2 separate regions of the Mus musculus genome follow, and region 1 is linked to region 2. A link is a contact called in public HiChIP or PLAC-seq data. All regions are on one chromosome and are shown on one strand. The core of a region is the stretch at or near the end of the contact, and the rest is flanking DNA. Distances in the headings are between cores, read along the strand shown.

Region 1 (3,482 bases), core at 412-2,911, 460 kb before region 2:
CCAGTTGTAGCTAGAGACATGACAGGAGTAAGCCGCTATAGGCCTTGGTGAGGACTCAGAGTTTCAGCTCTTCTGTGTTGGTGTATATGAGAAACGTCAGCCCTATTCTCAGAAATCTGAATGGTTGGTCTTCAGTCGATGGCATGTGTGGCGGTTTAAATGAGAATAGTTTCCATAGGTCCATGCGGTTAAATGCTTGGTCCCCAGTTGCTGGAACTGTTTGAAAAGGATTAAGAGGTGTGGCCTTGCTAAAGGAAGTATGTCACTGAAGGTGGGGTTAAGGGTTTAAAGCTTTGTCACTTCCAAATTGCTCTCTGCTTCATGCTTATGGTTCCAAATGTAAGATCTCAGCTTTCCTGCTCCTGTTACCATGCCTACATCCCATGGCCATGTCTCTGAACCATGATAGACTCTGATACCCTGGAGTCATAAACCAAAACAATCTCTTCTTTCTGTAAGTTGCCTTGGTCATACGGTTTCATCACAGCAGCAGAAAATTAACTAAAAATTCTGCTACTCTCCTTCTTATCTATTGAGGCTTGGGGCCCATGTTAATGGTCCTGGGTACCTCCTGCTCAGTTGTTAAGAAGACACTGAAGGTTGTCCCCACAGAAAGTTTCTGCTTTGATCCACCTCCTGTCAAATGGCTAGTGCAGATTTATCTTCCCAGCATTTCAGAGCTCTTGTCTTCATAGAGAAAAATTAGGCTGCACTCCACAAATGCACAAAGCTGAACCCATTTCACTATTTCACTCCTCCTCATTCCCTAGACCAAATATTGCCATTTCCTCAATAGAACTACTTAATTTTTATTGTTTCAGATAAACAGCAGTGGATATAAGAGGTGCAGAAGTTTAAAAAGACATAATTCCTTAGGGAGTTTGTGTTTTAATAGAGAGATGGGCAATAAACGTATAAGTGTCAAGACAATGATCTCATTATTATTTTGAGAAGTATGATAAAGATGCTAACACAGTTCTGAAGGTCTAGAATGGTCAGCTTTGATACATGCTACTGAAAACATGATAGGGGTGGATTTGAGAACTGGAAATATAGCTCAGTGCTAGAGTACTTGACTATGGTGTATAAGGCCCTGTATTCAAGTTCAAGCACAAAAACCAAAATATGTATATGAGGTAAGAAGACTAAAGAGACACAATAATGTTGGATTAAGGCTTGAACTTGTAGGGATTAGAAAAAAGAGAGTACAGCTGGCCTTGGATTTTATGGTGATGGAGAAAAAGAAGTTAGAGTCACAAGGAAAGGCTCTGTTTGATAGCAGGCAGAGATTGAAAAGTAAATTCTTAAGATTCCTGATGTCCCATCAATGCTGCTAAAGGCCACCTGGGAATGGAAGGCTGATTACCTGAAAGACCAGTGGGGAGGAATCTGAGAAACAATTCATCACTGCAGCACAGCTTTGATGCTCTTCCCTGTCAGCTATGGGAACACAGTGAGCACACCATTCACTGGAGATTGAGGAATGCTATATTCCTAGACATTCTGTGCTAGTTATCCCAACGGGAGCAAGATTCCAAAAGCTGATCAAAAAGAAATGTGCATTTAAAAATATAGGGATAAACTGCATGAGCAGCTGGAGAGAAAGTTTGAGTTTCCATGGAAACCTCTCCTAAAATGTCTCCCTCCAGCAGTGGAGCCAACTTCCCAAATGCTGAGGAGGAGAAAGAGTGTATGGGCCAAGGGCCAAGTAAGTCCCCAATGGGCTATCACACAGGGTGCCACAAGGATGCCATCGTGAGAAGTCCATGATGGGGAAGGGTGTGTCTGTCTGACATTTCTCTCTTCAGGTGATTAGATGAGTAGAGATGAGGCAATAACCAGCACCAGGGGTCCAAGGCAAGGATGACCAAGGTGAAATTGCATTCAACAGCAAACTAAACTAGGCAGGCTGGGGAAACAGCTCAGTTGGCAACGTTCTTACAGTTGCTAGGAGCCATGTAAAAAGCTGAGCAAGGTATGTGTTTTTAATCCAAGAGTTGGAATAGCAGGCCTGGTAGGTCTCTGGAGCTTGCAGACCAGCAACTCCAGTCTGCATTAGCAAGTTCTGTATATTTTCTTTGAGACCCTGCCTCAAAACGAACAAACAAACAAACAAAACAGACAAGCTGAACAGCTCCTAAGGAACACCACTAGAGGTTGACTTCTGGCTTACACACACACACACACACACACACACACACAGATTGAGAGAGAGAGAGAGAGAGAGAGAGAGAGAGAGAGAGAGAGAGAGAGAGAGAGAGAGACAGAGAGAGAGACAGAGACAGAGAGACAGAGAGAGACAGAGAGAGACAGAGACAGACAGAGACAGACAGAGACAGAGACAGAGACAGAGACAGAGACAGAGGAATTAAAAGAGGAGCCATCCTTAGAGCTTTAAAAAGTACTGATATACGACTTGGTGTAAACAGTGTGCTTGGAGCCTATCTGGATTAAAGCCCTCCCTAACTCTTCATCGTCTTCTTTGGCATCATAAGATCACGTGTTCCCTCATGCTCAGTTTCCCTGTCCTCTCTGCATCATAAACATCAAGATGATTCTTTCGGAGGATTTGTTCTCCTTTCCCTGTTTTTCCTTTGCATAGGTACCTGTGTGTTTCTGACAGCTGTGTAGATGGCTCCTCCTCTTTCATCTGCCAGGACCATTACTTACTCTCTGGATCCCATGCCTTACTCTGTCTCTCCTACCCCTGATTATCTTTCTTCAGCCACCTGGTTAGCTCACCCAGACCATCTACTACATGCCACTTTTATTTATTGGTGGTCTGTTGACAGGCTTCCTGAGAACTTAAGCTCCTGGAGAGCCAAGGGAGCCAGCCTGTGCAGAGCCTCACATCTGAGAAAGGCAGCCAGAACAGGGAAAACACTCAAGTGGTGTTGAATGGATGGTCCTGGTTCCTGTGTTAGAGCCATTATTGAACTGACAATAGGACCCACACTTGACATAGGCTGTTATAATGACCTAGGAGATAGTCAACTGAACTTCACAGCATCAGGAAGAATTATTACAATCCACTAATAACAGTCACAGAAAAAAAATATTAAAATCAACAGTAAAGGATTCTGTTTTACAGATAATTTCTTCATGGCAAGCTCTAATAGGTGTTTTGCCTCCCTTATTTTTCTGTAAAGTGCTCTCTAAATTAAACCATTTGAACTCAATCTTCTGTTAAGGAAACAGGCTCAGAGAGGCTAAGCTTGTAGAATTGAACTCAAAACTAAATTTGAGCTAATTCTTAGCTCTAAGTAAGAGAGTGCAATTTTTGGTATAATTATAAAACTTTGGAGATGAGACATGACAGTTTCTAAAAAGAGGAGTGGGTAGTTGATAAAATGCAAATGTGCTTTTGGCAATACTGGTGGGCTAGACTTGTGTGGTAGGTCCAAGATTAGCATTAGATTTCTTCCTCCCTTTCTCCCCACTTTATTTTGTGAGGAACATCTCTTTCTGAGCTTAGGGAACAC
Region 2 (3,334 bases), core at 196-2,695:
AGTTTACCTACTCATAGGCTGACCACAGGTTTCTCTGTACAGTCCTGGGTTGCTGTTTTCTGCCCTGTAAAAGAGTGGCCATGTTTATTACAGAGCGATCCACAATAGCTAAACTATGAAATTAGCCTTTGGAGCTCATCAGAGAATGTGGGGATCAGATTTGGTACATAGACACAGGGGACTTTTTGCTCAGCCACAAAGAAGAATGAAATTTTCTCATTAGCAGGAAAATGGATGGAACTGAAGGTTCATGCTACATGAAATAAGCAAGACCTGCAGAGACAAATACCACAGGTTTTCCTCCTGTGCTTGGAATCTGGGAAACGAAAACAAAATGGATAAGAAACTACAGAAAGAAATACTAGGGAATAAAATGCTTCCTTGTTTTCAGTTTTTATTTTTAATTTCATAAGTCTGCGTGCATGTTTTCCTTGGAGGCCAAAAGAGGGCATCAGATCCCCTGGAGCTGGAGTGGTTGGTGGTTGTAAGAGAGAGGGAAGCAAGTAATGATGTCAGTAGAAGGATGGCTACAGAGATAATTCAAAATTCAAGCCCATGTATGTGTAAATAACATTATGTAGTCTCTTAAGAGATAGAGGGAGGGAGAGAGAGAGGGAGAGAGAGAGAGAGAGAGAGAGAGAGAGAGAGAGAGAGAGAGAGAGAGAATGAGCAATATTCGATATGACTTTGAAGCTATCTACTACATTTCTTGGCCAGAACCTTAGGTACCACATACCTATTAGTTCTCTATTTTCATTTTGGGGATAGAATTCTCAGCTTCTGTTGCTGCCCAGCAAGGTCCTAAACCTATGACTTCAAAAGACCCTCATCCCTCATCCCTCATCCCTCATCCCTCATCCCTCATCCTTCATCCCTCATCCCTCATCTACTCCCAAGGACTCCTGGGATCATGAGTATAAGCAGATGCCTCCAGTTTGTCCTGTAACCTGACTTGAGGGATATTATGTTCATTCTCCTTAGCTGTGCCATGCTTTAAAAATGAGCTGGGAATATTTCTCAGTCTGTCACCTGAATTACAGTAACTCCTCATCCAGGGATGCCGTGCTTCCCCAAACATAAGCACTAATTACAGCCAGCTCCAAGGTACACATCCCATTACCCTTCCCTGCTCTCTAAGCCACTGGTATCCCTCTGCAAACAGGATCCAAAGAGCAGGAATTAGCTATGGAAAGCAGAAGGTAGACACTGGCGAGGGCTGAGGGCTGTAGAGCTCAGGAAGGAAGGAGTGAGCCGCTGACCTTTTCGGACACAATAGATGCAGATTGATGCCTTCAGTGTTTTTCCTTCCTAAGTCCGTATTTACTAGAAGTTGTTCTCGGGCCATGATTAGACACACTGCTCGCAGTTCCTCCCAGTTAACAAGCCCAGCAATCAGTTCTTAAGAGAATCTGATTGCCACATTGTGAAGGCCTGAATCCTCCAGATGGCTGCTCGCTGATACTTGGGTTCTCTCCAGGTCCGAGCCAGCTCTCCTTGCTCGCCCACAGCAGTGTGTGCTAGGCTCGCCCAGCAATATTGGTAAGCACCCTTTGTCTAGCAGTTGCTACAATCTGCAGTCTATGTTTCTTGCCTCCAGTGAACAACACAGGGGCGTTCTCAGATGTCGACTCCACTGTTCACATACATTTCAGTTTCCTCTGAGCTGTCACCAACCTACTCAATAAGCTCTTTCATATAAGTCAACAGCAAGAAAATCATCCTTGTTAGACCCTAAGAGTCCCAAATGCGGCATCTTTTCTTCTAGTCCGGGGACTGAGAGCTTCTTGTGAGTCGTTATTACTGCTTTATTTAAACTACCATCATCATGATTAGAGTGTCAGTGCAGAGAGGAGAGAGAAAAATACCTAGGAACTGCCATTGGTGAGGCTTAGAGTTGTAGAGGAGAGAACTGTTGTTGGGCTTTTAGTGAAAATCACTGTTTTTTCTGATCTCAGCAGGGACAAAAATAATATCAGAAACCACAGTGTCTGTACTTTGAATGCAATCATGCATCCTATTATGAAACCAAAAATGGACAGCGCCAACATTCTACCCCAGAACCTTAGATCCACGGGGGTCAATGAGACCCCATCCCCTCCCTTCAGCTTCTTCCACTTTATGATGGGATTGGCTTCTCCTTTGGGTTTTATAAAGCATCTCTTTATTTTAATGTTTTACCAGGGTCTAGAGAGATGGCCCAGCATATAGGACTGCCCACTGCTGTTGCAGAGCACCCAAGTTCTGTTCCCAGTACTCATATCAAGTGGCTCACAGCTACCTCTAATTCTAATTCCAGAGTATCATATGGATGCTGTCTTCTGACCTCTGCAAGTACCATTCAGTCACACACACACACACACACACACACACACACACACACACGCACACAATAAAAAGTTAAATCTTCTTTGAAAGGAGTATGGGGACCTGAGTTTATGTATGAGGACCAAGCACACATACGTGTCCATGAAGACCAGAAAAGAACATTGTATCCCCTGGAGCTAGAGCTATAGACAGTTGTGAGCTCCCCCATGCATGCTGGGAAACAAACCCATATGCTTTATGAAAGCTTCCAGTGTTCTTGAAAGATAAGCAACCTCTCCAGTCCCCAAAAATAAATCTTTAAAAAAATTATTAGTCTATATTCATTATACAAAGCAGTGAGCTTCATAATGACATTTACAGTCAAAATTACCTCCTTTTTTTAACATTTTCTTTAAAAAAAAGGCCCATCTGCACTGGATTTCCGGTTCCAAACATTACAGAATTGCTTAGTACATCCTCAGACCATTTCTGTAACACAATCTAAGCTACCCGCCAAGGAAGGAAGCTTTGATTCACTCTGAAAACCAACCTTTGCCCACAGCAGTAAGTCAGGACGGATCCTTAGGTCCTGAACTGGGCATTCACATCACCTGACATGAATCTGCGTGTGAACACAGTCAAAAGAGAATAGCCTCAGATCTGGTGTTATTACCAGGTCACCAAAAAAAGCTCAATTAAAGGTGACTTCTCCTTCCTCTATAAAGAGACGAACGTGAGCAAAATGCGCTTCAAACATTGTAAATTTCTGTGGAGGAGCACAATTCCTCCATCATTCACTGGAACCCTCCTCACATACAGAGATGAGGAAATGGAACAACTCCACCTCACAAATGGACAGGCAGGTGATTAATATACAATACAAGAATTATGGCAGCAGAAAGCTCAGTTATATTCACTTTTGTTGAAGTTAGATGGCATCAATTGCTAACACTCATAGCCCAGATGCAGAAGTACCCATTCTTAGCCAGGGGGTCAAAGCTCAGCTCCATTTCTTGCAAACTCTGCATCA

The links. HiChIP or PLAC-seq counts read pairs in DNA pulled down with a chosen protein or histone mark.
Region 1: an H3K27ac HiChIP or PLAC-seq map of SST interneurons shows a contact between it and region 2, with 5 times the contacts expected there. The contact joins two enhancer-like sites. A contact is called at or near these places in 4 of 484 Hi-C or Micro-C datasets (cortical neurons and neurons) and 1 of 115 datasets of contacts at active chromatin or transcription factors (SST interneurons).

The regions. Positions count from the first base shown.
Region 1 is chr11:56,631,805-56,635,286 of GRCm38.p6, reverse strand. The region is part of intron 5 of Gm46261 (a long non-coding RNA gene); the gene reads left to right. Among named protein-coding and RNA genes, the nearest start is that of Gm32649, 10 kb to the right of the region's middle. Within about 2 kb of position 1,661, at least 1 of the 459 cell types and tissues checked has an H3K27ac peak or open chromatin away from gene starts, as enhancers often do. A contact at or near this core is called in SST interneurons, where this site is marked.
Region 2 is chr11:56,167,917-56,171,250 of GRCm38.p6, reverse strand. No RefSeq gene overlaps it. Among named protein-coding and RNA genes, the nearest start is that of Gm46260, 50 kb to the right of the region's middle. Within about 2 kb of position 1,445, at least 23 of the 459 cell types and tissues checked have an H3K27ac peak or open chromatin away from gene starts, as enhancers often do. A contact at or near this core is called in SST interneurons, where this site is marked.